Regions from separate parts of the Zea mays genome. Here all the other regions are linked to region 2. Evidence: chromatin contacts called from public Hi-C data. All regions are on one chromosome and are shown on one strand. The core of a region is the stretch at or near the end of the contact, and the rest is flanking DNA. Distances in the headings are between cores, read along the strand shown. Region 1 has its middle 21 kb from the start of LOC100194141. Region 2 holds the start of LOC100276301. Region 3 has its middle 21 kb from the start of LOC103653808.

The links. Hi-C and Micro-C count contacts between places; a contact is called where the count stands out from the background.
Region 1: a contact with region 2 is called in a Hi-C map of leaf, with 3 times the contacts expected there. The contact joins the enhancer-like site here to the promoter of LOC100276301 in region 2. A contact is called at or near these places in 7 of 25 Hi-C or Micro-C datasets (bundle sheath, ear, endosperm and 2 more).
Region 3: a contact with region 2 is called in a Hi-C map of tassel, with 2.5 times the contacts expected there. The contact joins the enhancer-like site here to the promoter of LOC100276301 in region 2. A contact is called at or near these places in 3 of 25 Hi-C or Micro-C datasets (bundle sheath, ear and tassel).

What each region holds. Positions count from the first base shown.
Region 1 is chr4:149,431,130-149,434,878 of Zm-B73-REFERENCE-NAM-5.0, forward strand. No RefSeq gene overlaps it. Among protein-coding and RNA genes, the nearest start is that of LOC100194141, 21 kb to the right of the region's middle. Within about 2 kb of position 2,027, at least 17 of the 20 cell types and tissues checked have an H3K27ac peak or open chromatin away from gene starts, as enhancers often do. A contact at or near this core is called in bundle sheath, ear, endosperm and 2 more, where this site is marked.
Region 2 is chr4:149,174,216-149,178,149 of Zm-B73-REFERENCE-NAM-5.0, forward strand. It overlaps LOC100276301, which reads left to right and starts at 1,679. Exons shown (of 5, transcript NM_001374050.1): 1 at 1,679-2,119. The coding sequence starts at 1,865.
Region 3 is chr4:148,869,823-148,873,457 of Zm-B73-REFERENCE-NAM-5.0, forward strand. No RefSeq gene overlaps it. Among protein-coding and RNA genes, the nearest start is that of LOC103653808, 21 kb to the left of the region's middle. Within about 2 kb of position 1,334, at least 19 of the 20 cell types and tissues checked have an H3K27ac peak or open chromatin away from gene starts, as enhancers often do. A contact at or near this core is called in bundle sheath, ear and tassel, where this site is marked.

The DNA.
Region 1 (3,749 bases), core at 777-3,276, 260 kb after region 2:
TGGGCTCGACTTACTGACACGAGCAACAGTCTGATAACGCTACAAGACACCGATGTGCAATGGTCGCCGCCCTCTATGGGATTATGCAGAGGTCAGATCAACAAATAGCTATATTTTTCAAAGAAAAGAAAAAAAAAGAACAGGTATCCTACTGTCTCCATTTAGGAACTCCTAAACCTTTCTCAACTGAAAGGATTAATTAATATCCAGAATTTGATGTGGTTGTGTATGATGTACTTTATATTTTTATGCTAATTTGAATACGCTATTATGCCCAATTACTAGATCGCGCGTATGCTCCGCTTTGTAAACATGTAGACCACCGATCCTACATTGTTTTTGTTCTTCCTATTATGCTTTTAGGATGATTTGAATTGGTCCTTTTCAGAACAATGCACCTCCAGTACTTATGCTTGTTCTGACGTGTCTTTATACTTTATACAGGCTTACACAGACCTGTTTTGATAAGAGCCGAGCAGCGATGCTTCCATTTCGGACCACGACCTAGCTAAAGGCTAATGGTTTGAAATATCTGAAGTACCGAAGACAGGGCTAGCTCCTCGTTTTTTGTCATGTCAAATAAATTGTGTATGATTGCAACAATATTGGCAAAATATCGTTGTACTTTATATTTTGATATACTGTGAACAAAACAAGTGTCCTATGAGACCATCCTGATTTATGCATTTTCAAACTAAATTTTACGACACTTCTTGTTGTGTTTTATGCTTCCATTAAAAACAGTCTTACTGTGTTTTACGCCAAATTTATGACACTTTTTGATGTGTTTTACAGCAATCTCTTGCGAAGTGAGATTGTGTGCGTGTTTTACACTAAATTCCGTACTCATTTACGCTGTTTTAGCTCACGTTTTACGCTGAAATCATTCGAGTCAGAACTCGCGCACGATCGGCTGCACGCGATTTTCACGCCGTAATTTTGGGCCTCGTTTGCTGTTACAAAACATATATAGGATTTACGATAAATTCGGTACTCATTTACGCTGTTTTGGTTCATGTTTTACGCTAAAATCTATCCGAGTCAGAACCCGATCATGATGGGACGCGCGAGATTTTTACGTCGTAATTTTCGGATCGCGTTCGCCATTTCAAAACAGATCTACCATTTACGCTAAAATTCGTAATCATTTACGTTGTTTTGGTTCATGTTTTACGCTAAAATCTATCCAAGTCAGAACCCGATCACGATGGGCCGCGCGAGATTTTTACGCCGTAATTTTCGGGACGCATTCACCGTTTCGAAACAAATCTACGATTTACGCTAAAATTCGTAATCATTTACGCTGTTTTGGTTTACATTTTACGCTAAAATCTGTTCGAATAAGAACCCGATCACGATGGGACGCGCGAGATTTTTACGCTGTAATTTTCGGGCCACATTCGCCGTTTCGAAACAGATTTACGATTTACGCTAAAATTTGTAATCATTTACGCTGTTTTAGCTCACGGTTTACGCTGGAATCCGCCCGAGCCAGAACCAGAACCACATACTACATGATTTATGCTGTCAAGTACAAGTCATTATGCAGTCGTAAACGCTGTTCACAATGTCATATTCGTTCCACGTGATTCGGGCGTCAAAAGATTCCTTTATGCATGGTTTACGCATCTTTATCCATATATATATGCATTCGTATATTGCATGGCTGAGCAAGCACGTGGGTGCTGGGCCGACCGCGTCCTGGTTGGGGCTTCCATTAGTAGGGGAAGCCCAGGGCTTCCATTACCTCTTCCCTATATATATATATATATATATATATATATATATATATATATATATATATATATATATATATATATATATATATATATATATATATATATATATATATATATATATATATATTGCCAAAGCGAGCACAAGCAACGCTAGCTCACACCGCCAGTGCACAACAGAAAGGCGCTATATTGGGGTCCTGAAAAATACTAGTAGTACTATGCAGATCACATCCCTCCCTACCTCTAGTGCCAAAGAACCACGCACTCATGTGCAGTGTGTCTTGCTTTTTGCACACATCCAGATTCGCGTCCTTCGGGCGAGGTACGTTCTGTAGATTCTGTTCTTTCTTCGGTGCTGCGCTGGAGGTGACGTCATCCAGAAAGCATGGTGGGCACTGGGCACTCGGGCTGCCCACCTCAACAACTTTAGCTTTGGAGGTACTTGCTTCAAAGTGGGTTTTTGTGTTTTCACAACTAAATTGATAAAGTTAGTAAGTAGGTTAACACCCACATATATAGTACGTATCTAATGCACTGCTATCTACGATGGCCAAGCTTATTCCTTTTATAATTTTAAAAAAAAAGGAAATTGTGACCCTTCTTTGTGTGTGTACGTAAATTTGTTAACAAAAAAAAAGGTAAAAAAGAACGAATCGTACCAATTGTGAAACTAGACACAGCTCATATATGAGGCCGCCTTCTATGCTGCACCTTGAAGAATTTTTTTTTAATCGGAAACCGCCGCTTACCGAGCGGGGATGGTAATCTGTGCATTGCATTGCACCCGAAGAAATGCGTCTTTTTCCACCACCTGGGAACATAACGGAAACCAGGTTATTTGAGTTTGTTTGTAGAGGGAAGTTCGTAATAAGAGGTGAGGTAGTGAATAGAACAGAAGAGGTGACGAAGATTAGCCTAAAGAACACTCTAGGAGGTGTAGCAGAAGCAGTAAGCATGGCACGCATAGTCATAGAGAAGGCAGCCCGCTTTGATTCGCGTTCACACTGACGCGAGAGAGACCCGAAAAGGAGGGTATCGATATCATGGCAGCCAGCCGGCCCGGTCCGGCAATGCGGTGCAGTGGAATCTAGGCCACTGCCGCGTCCGGCACACGGCAACGACCCACGACAGATAGATTCCTCCGGGCGGCCACACTTGGAGGTCGACACGACGACGGGATCCACTCGCCTCGGAGTCGGAGAGATTCGTCCAAGCGCCGCTGATCAGCAGATACTCTAATACTGTTGCACGCGTCGTTCTTCAGACTGTAATTTGATGTATGTATATATACAACATAATGCTCAAAATTTAAAACTAGTATTGAATTATCTAAATTTTAATGCTAGTTTAGGAATCCCATTTTTCATTTTTCAAAGGAAAAATAGTTCATTTTTTCTTACGAAAATAGAAATCCCTTAAAAATATAGTTATGCTTAGATATAGTATATCATGTAGTAAAATTCTGGAGCCGTCGCTGTCTAATCTAGCCTTGGTTGCTCGGATATCCATTCTTTCTGTCATGTGTTCAGCTGTTACAGGCTTTACAATCATTGTTACAGACGACACCTCTTGCATTGCGTTGCATTCCATGCGCTGCACGGAACACGGATGGTGGATCGTCCCATGGTCGTCCCGATCGTGACTGGAAGACAGACAGAAAGAAAGAAAAGCCGGGTAAATCGCGCCGATCGCGACGGGATTGCTTCCGCTGCAGTTGAGTTGCCCGCTCGCATCACATGGCGGGACGATTGATGGACCAGGAGAAGAGATAGGGGGTGGTGTGCTCGCCTGCCGGTGCCCACCAGTGCGACGCGACCATGCGCCTTTCTTTCGTGCGCCTGCTTCAGTTTCAGATGACGTTTGACGCGACGCTGCTAGCTCCAGTAGCTTCGTAATTTTTGCCCAAATGGATCGTTCCTCGTGCGTGCCGGTGCTGGTCATTCGGCCGCCCCTCCCCCGCTCCTTCGCACGGGCACAGGACGAGCAATCATTTTTCTTTAGCAGGACGGA
Region 2 (3,934 bases), core at 429-2,928:
GCATTACACCGTCTCGATCTAAAAAAAATATTGCATACCAGATACAAACATATCTCATTGCAGCAGTCCCTCACATTTGTGGCTTGCATGGCCACGAATTAGAGCTGGATATCGAGCCAGCTCGGTTTGACCCGTCCGAATTTAAGTTGACTCGTTAAACTAATGAGCTGGCTCAACTCAACTCGTTAAACTAACGAGTTATAGAGCCAGCTCGAGCTCGGCTCGTCCGCTTGTAGCCAAACTGATCCGTTTAGCTCGTGAGCCACGTTCGAAAAAGCAACATATATATATAATTATTTTCTAGTTAATTTTAAATTAATTTAACAATAGAAAATAGTAATTATACACATAGTTTCGTAGACTACATCAATGCAACACCAAATTAAACTCATCAATTCATCATCAATTTACAACTCACACACATGTTCATCAATTTAACCCACATTCATATTCACATAGACTAATTTACCACATAGACACAGTTCATCAATCATCAGTTTAACTCATAGGTCGTAGACACCAAATATATATATAACATGTTCATCAATTGAAACGTAAATGATATGTATATATTTTTATTTTGCTGAAATGTGATAACTCATTTAGCTCACGAGCTTGCTTGTTCATGAACCGAGCTAGGATGTCAACTTATTTCGTGAAAAAAATTCAAACGATCCGATGCAAGCTGACCACAAATCGAGCTAGCCGACAAGCTACCAGTGTTTCATCTAGCTCTACCACACACAGAAGTCACAACTCACAAGTCCCAAACAGTCGACCTCAATTTTCTATCCGTGTGGGTCTGAAGATAGGGGTGGTAATGGGTCATTTAGTTTAGCCTAGCAAATTTAAGGATTGAATCAAGTTAGGGTCGGATCATAAAACAATACAATTTTGAACTAACAAAATTAAAGATCTTGTTGGTTTGTGAACCAAGTATTAGGGCCATGATCCATTACCACCCCTATCTGAAGATTACGAATGTGAGAGCTGCAATGAGATGTGTTTGCATATTTCAATTAGTATACGTAGTCCATTGTTGCATTGTTAAAATATATTAAATCGTATAAATCATTTTTAAGAATAAATCTATTGCATTGTGAAGATGAGGTCAAATTTGCAATAACGAGTGCAATATAAGGCAATTGTCATCTTTTTATATATTTAATCTAACACTGTTAGTGGTTGTTAACGAAATAGACGAAAGCTTCAATTTCAAAAAAAAAGATACAATTTTACAGAAACGAAGTTCATTTCCAAAATTTCTATCTCTACTATATATAAATCACCAATTTCTACGGCGTCACCTTCCATTTTCCACGTAATACAAAAAAATAAATTAAAATTATATACAAATAAGAGTTTATACTTTTATTGTTGTTTTCACGCTTTTACCCACATAATTAATGGAATATATATTTTTGTATCTTATTTAAATAAAATATACTAATATGATATATAAAATCCGTGGTAATGCATGAGCAAGTCACTAGTTGGGGCACTTTTGCAGTTGGCCTGAATACCCTTTGCAGTCTCGGTGGTTTCACGCGTGCGTCCCTGCCATTTCTCGAGTCGACGCCCCCACTTGCAGAGTTGGATGAGCTGCTACGAGGATCGACCGAGCCACCCAAAAGCAAAAAGCTACACCAGGTCTACAGCGCCGGGAGTCCGGGATCCAGCCACGGCCACGGGGGGCGCTCTCGAGAGAAAGATCCAGCCCCAAAGGCCCAAACCCGAAACCCCTCTCTTCTTCCTCCTTCCATTGGGGTCGCGTCCAACAAGAGGTTGGCCAGCCATCCCGCGCGAGCCACTTCCTCTCTCCTCCCCATCGGATCCAGCGCCACGCGGATCCGCAAGGCAATCCATGGCCTCTACCCAGGCGGAAGCGGAGGCGGGGGCACCGGCCCCGCCCGAGGCGGCGGAGGCGAAGGAGAAGGGCAAGCAGGGCGGGGTGCTGGGGAGGGTGTGGCGGGCGCTCTTCGGTGGCCGCGAGGACTTCGAGAAGCGGCTGCAGTACCTGTCCAAGGAGGAGGCAGCCGTGCACGCGCGGATGCGCCGGCGGACGCAGTTCTCGCGCCGCGCCGTGCGGAACCTCATCGTACTCTCCGTCCTCGCCGAGGTCTCCACGTGTTTTCCTTCTTTCGCCCCTCTTGTTTTCTGTTCCCACCCAATGTTTGGAGATGATTTGGTGATGCGGGTAGCGGTTTTGCTCGTCTTTGGATTCGTGGTCATTCGAATTGTTATCGTGGAGGAGAGTTTGCTCACAATATGAGACGGTGTCTGTTACGCGTGTTCCGGTAACCGATCCCTAGGCACTGTTTGCTGCATACGGTGAATTATTACTCTAATGCTTGAGATTAGCTTATAATGGCGCGGGAGACGAACAACAGAAAAGATGACGCCCCAAAGATGACTTCCTTAAAAATGTGGATGCCTCTCTTTTATTTCGACCAAGGGTAAAAGGGCAACCACTTTACTTGCATTAGATGCCTTGTGTTTTTTAGATATCTTACGGACTGTATCCGAGTTATGATACATGTATGGTCTTTCCGTGCTGCAGTACGTTACCAGCGAGTTAAAGAGGGGTTTCTCACATGATACGAAGATTCATGCCTAGCATCACCGGTGAATACGATAATTCTGTCGTTAATCAGTTCTGTAGTAATCATTCCATTGTTCTTTCAGCTTCCAACGTTTAGGGCTAGTTTGGAAACACCGTTTTCCCAAGGGATTCTAATTTTCCCAAGGGAAAATGAACTAATTTCCCTTGGGAAAATTAGAATCCCTTGGGAAAACGGTGTTTCCAAATTAGCCCTTAGAGTGAAATACTCCTGCTGGAAAATAGATACATGGATGTGTACTGTGATTTCTTGTCAGGATTACATGTTTAGATACCTAGTTCTGTTCGTTTTTTTCCTTTGTAATTTCTGGTTGTCAGTAACCATATATTGCCTATGGTAGTGTCCTCAAGGCAATACCTAGGTGACAAGGCATACCGTCCCAAGGATGCCATACCACCTTAATTCCTTAAGAACATCGGTCTATACTAAATCTTTTGAAGTTCACAGAAAAAAATATTCAGTTCATGTTACAGGCTGTTATGGGACTTAAGCTCATAAGCTAGGTCATTAGGGTTAGGTTAGCCACCGTTAGGGTAGCCACCTCTATATAATGAGAGGTGGAGGTCATTAGCAGGTAAGCAAGAAGAATAGATCTGGTTTACTCTTAGGGCCTCCTACGGGAGGACGAGTACCGGGACTATCTTGCGAGTGCATTTGTGTTCATAACAAATTGGTATCGGAGCCACTACGCGCGCATCGCCACCATGGCGGCATGCACGACGATGTGGAGACCCTCTATGTTGCGGAGAAACTTGATCGCATACTAGCGCAGCTGCAAACCATAAACAATAGGCTGGATTCCCACGACGCTCGCCTGGCCAAGCTCCAGCAGGCATGGGTTGGCTCCTCTGCTGCTACCACAGGCGGCTTGGGCGCAGGCAGCGTGGGCATGAGTGGTGAAGGTGGCCTGGGTGCTGGCAGAGGCGGCCACATGGGCAGCGGCGCCGTTGCTTTGGAGGAGGCAAACGAGCCCCGCGAGGGAGTACTCAAGGCACCGGAGGTCGGCAAATTCGCCCTCGCCGGCGTGACCGGGGTCTGAGAGGTTGGTGCGTGGGGCCAACGTAGCCTCATATGCCTTGTCCAACCGCTTGAGCAGACGCTCCTCTAGCTTGTCCGTCGAGGCGCGGAGCCACAATACCGCATCCTCTGTCGCGGCTGGATTGGGATCAGAGGCTGAGGGGCACCGCCGCAGGGCCCTCGCGGGTGGAGCGGCCCCTCCGTGACGCGTGGCTTCCACAGTCGCGGGATTGTTCGGCCATCAAGGCTAAGTCGAAGGCGGCGCCGAGGAAGTTAGCGAGGTCGATGAGGAGGCA
Region 3 (3,635 bases), core at 84-2,583, 300 kb before region 2:
ACAGTGGATGTTTTAAGTTGTGTCTTACAGTATATCTAAGAGTGTGAATGTAAAAAAACTCAAGACACGTATCTTGACGAAGATACAGTGTCTTAGCTCTATGTTCGAGACAGGAGACTATCTGATTGGTCACTTTAATTTATTGAATACTCTGATTGGTACAATGAATATCGTAAGACACATGTTTTAGACATGACCACTGTATTATGTTGTGTTTTAGTTGTATCTTGTACTTGGAGTACCGTGCAGCAGTATCTGGATTTTACATGCCCTCATCATCACACTCGCGTGGTCTCGTCTCGTGTTCTCTCTCAAGTCTCAATCCCAGCTATACATGTCCAAACGGGCCGGCCCGGTAGTGGGCCCGTGACCCGGCACGGTCGTGGCCCGGCACGAGCACGACACGGCCCGACTAGAGGCGTGCCCGGGCCGGCCCGGTTCAATAGCCGTGCCGGGCTTGGGCTGACCGTCGGGCCCGCGGTGCAGGCACGGGCCCGGCACGGTTAATTAGTAGGCACGGTAACGGCCCGTTTGAGGGACTGATTTTATAACGGCCAGTCTATTTTTAGCTATAATACTTATGATATGTTATAATATGAGAGCATTCTGACTTGTAATATGTGTATCTAAAATTCTTTTGTCTAAATATGTATTTAAAATTATAAATATAATTAATTAAATCTAAAATAAATTTGGATATTACATTTAAATTCTGAATTTTGAAGTGTTTTTTTTTGTTTATGGGACCGGGCCCGACCCGGCACGACAGGCCCGCCGTGCCTCCGGCCCGGCACGGCCCGTGTAAGAATAACCGTGCCGGGCTTGGGCCGCGTTAGCCGGCCCGCGGGCCGGCCCGGCACGGCACGACACCGAACCGTGCCGGGCTTGGACTAGTGCCTCTCGTGCCGGGCCAAGCCGTGCTCGGGTCGGGCCGGCCCGGCACGGCCCATTGGACATGTATAATCCCAGCTAGCTGCAGTGCATGCAGCTTCTTGGTATCAGCAAGTCAAACTGTGACGGAGCCGGAGCCGGGGGCGCAGCGGAGCGGTTTCTGGCATTCTTTTTTGCGCTGCTCCTGAGGCGCGCGCGGCTGATCCCGATGCGGCGCGCGGTCTTCGCTCCGCGGTTCATGCGACGAAGAGCGAAATAGTAATTAACTCCTAGCTACTGTACTGTGGTGCCCAGTTCGGGGTAGTAATTAACTTGCAGCGTAATAGTAGTGGTAGAAACTTGGAGTGGAAAAATGAGGCAAGAAGTCAAAGTCATTCCTTGCTTGCGCTACTGTATGTGGTGCCCAGCTAGTCAGATCCAGCGAGCCAACTTTGTCCGCGCATCCCGTGCTCGTGGTTGACTACAGAGTGTATGTATTGTATAACACTATGCATCCACCTCATTTTATCCCCTTTTCCGGCATTCCCCATCAGGATCGCACCAAAGCATGCAGGAGTACGTACAAGGATTCTCGTCCGCGAGCCGCCGGTGGCCGGTGGGGCAGCAGGAGGACGGGGACGGGACGGTGGCCCGTGGCCGGGCCGATCGAGTGGCAAGGCGACGCACTGCGGCACTGCTCCAGCGCACGCTGCGTTTGTACGCGCTAGACTACGACAAACGCGAGGCGGGGCAGACCGCAGACGAGGCCGGCATGTAGGGTCACCGCCGGCGACAGAACTGGGGCGCGTATCGTGTGTCCTCTGCGTTGCGTACGCGATGAGCGAGAGCGCGCCCACCCGGCCGGCCCTCACCAGGGCGCAGTGCAATGCACTGGGGCTGCAAAACAGAGGCCGCTGCAAACCCGCCTGTCCGCATCCACTACACAGAATCAATCTGGCAGATGCTTCGTGTCTGGGGGGGTGGGGGAAAGAAAGGACGCCTTTTTTCTCTCTCGAGTGTGTTGCGTTGCGCCATCCATCCTGACGAGAGAGCAAGGACGTCGATCGACGGCGGACGATCTGGAGAGCGAGGTGCCAACTAACCAAACCAACAGATATGCGTTGGGTGGGCCCCGCGAGTATTTTAGGCCACGGCGGGCCTGCCTGGAGCCCTGCAGGACTGATTGAGGCGCACGAGCGAGCAACTGGTGTTCCCGCTAGCTTACGTCAGGAGGTGTTCCGCAGCGCAACCGGTCGTGGCGTCGTCCCCGTATGTTACATGAATAAACCCGGTCCCACAAGCCAGTGCCGTAGGGGTAGGTGGTAATGAGGCGTGGAGCTCGCCAGCTCGGGCCAGGGATGGCGGGCCCCCCGCGGTAGCAGAAGGCGACGCCGGCTGGCCGCGGCACGCATCGCCGGCGACAAAAAACGACCCCAAGGGAGCTGCCCTGCCACCCGTCCGCGCGCGTGACGAGGCACGGGCGCACGCCTCGCTTGGCTTCACCCGGACGGACCCCGTTCCCCGCGCACGCCAGCGTCTCAGCGACATCCACGCTGTGCTCCTGCCTCCTGTCCTGTCCTATCCTGCCCCGCCTTGTCTGCTTGCTGTCCACAGAGGCGCCGCTGCTCTCCCTACTCTTTTACTCCATGCCACCGGTTCCACCACAGCGCGCTCGTGATCGTGAGCTGGGCGGGCCGGCGCGCACGCCGCGGGTGCCCTTCTCCGTCGCCGTTGCCGTCGGCGCCGTTACGGGATCCGCCGCGCGCGACGCGGCACCCGGTTGCTGCGCCAAACGGGAAACGAGTTGACTTGCATTGCATTGCCGTGTGCCTTTGCTATGGATTCCATGCCAAACACCAACTCCGTTTCAAACCTTCTCGTACAGTCAAATTATCTTAAATTTAATTACCTTTTTTATTAAAAAAATACAGTATAAAATATATGCTCTATAAAAATACAATTAGTACAAAATTTAATAGTATTTATTCGATATTGTAAATACTGTTATTTTGTCATAGAATTTTAGTTACATTTAAAATGTTCTATCTCTTTCAAATAATTTTTACAGTTCTAGGCGAAGAGGCTGTACGTACGTACTATAAAAAAAATCTCGGAAAGGCTCCTCGGATAAAGAAAAAGTAGAAAATAGATTTGTTGGGAAAGTACGTGTCGTGTGCCATGTGGTAGACACTGCTGGTCTGAAACCTACTTAGCTATGAAGACCATGTGTCCATGTTGCGAGATCGAAGTCAACGCAAGCACATCTTCGGCAACACAGCGTTGTGGTCGTCCACACTATCAGTTTCACCTTTGAAAACTATGTCTATCAAAGGAGTTAAAAACAACTTTTAAGGACTAGTTTGTGAATCTATTTTTCCAAAAGATTTCTATTTTTTTAAAGAAAATTAGTTCGTTTTTTCTTGAAAAAATAAAAATCCCTTAAAAATAGGATTGCCGAACTAGCCTTAAAAAACTGTTTTATCAGAGCCTGTTTAGTAATAGAATTTCAAAAACATTTTATTAGTGGAGATACAAGGCAAAAATTTCTGGCGACATGAATTCCGAATGGTAAGTTTCCCTGTAGCCACCAACTCCAACTTGGCGCTGCTTGTTTACATCAAGCATCTACCACATCCTAGCGTCGCCATCGCCAGCGTACTCGGTTGGTCTTAAACTCTTAATCAAGTATATATTCTTAGGTCGAAATGGACAGAGTGTCGACGATCCGGCGGCAAAGCGAAGTAAACGCCGGTTTAAGCAACGTA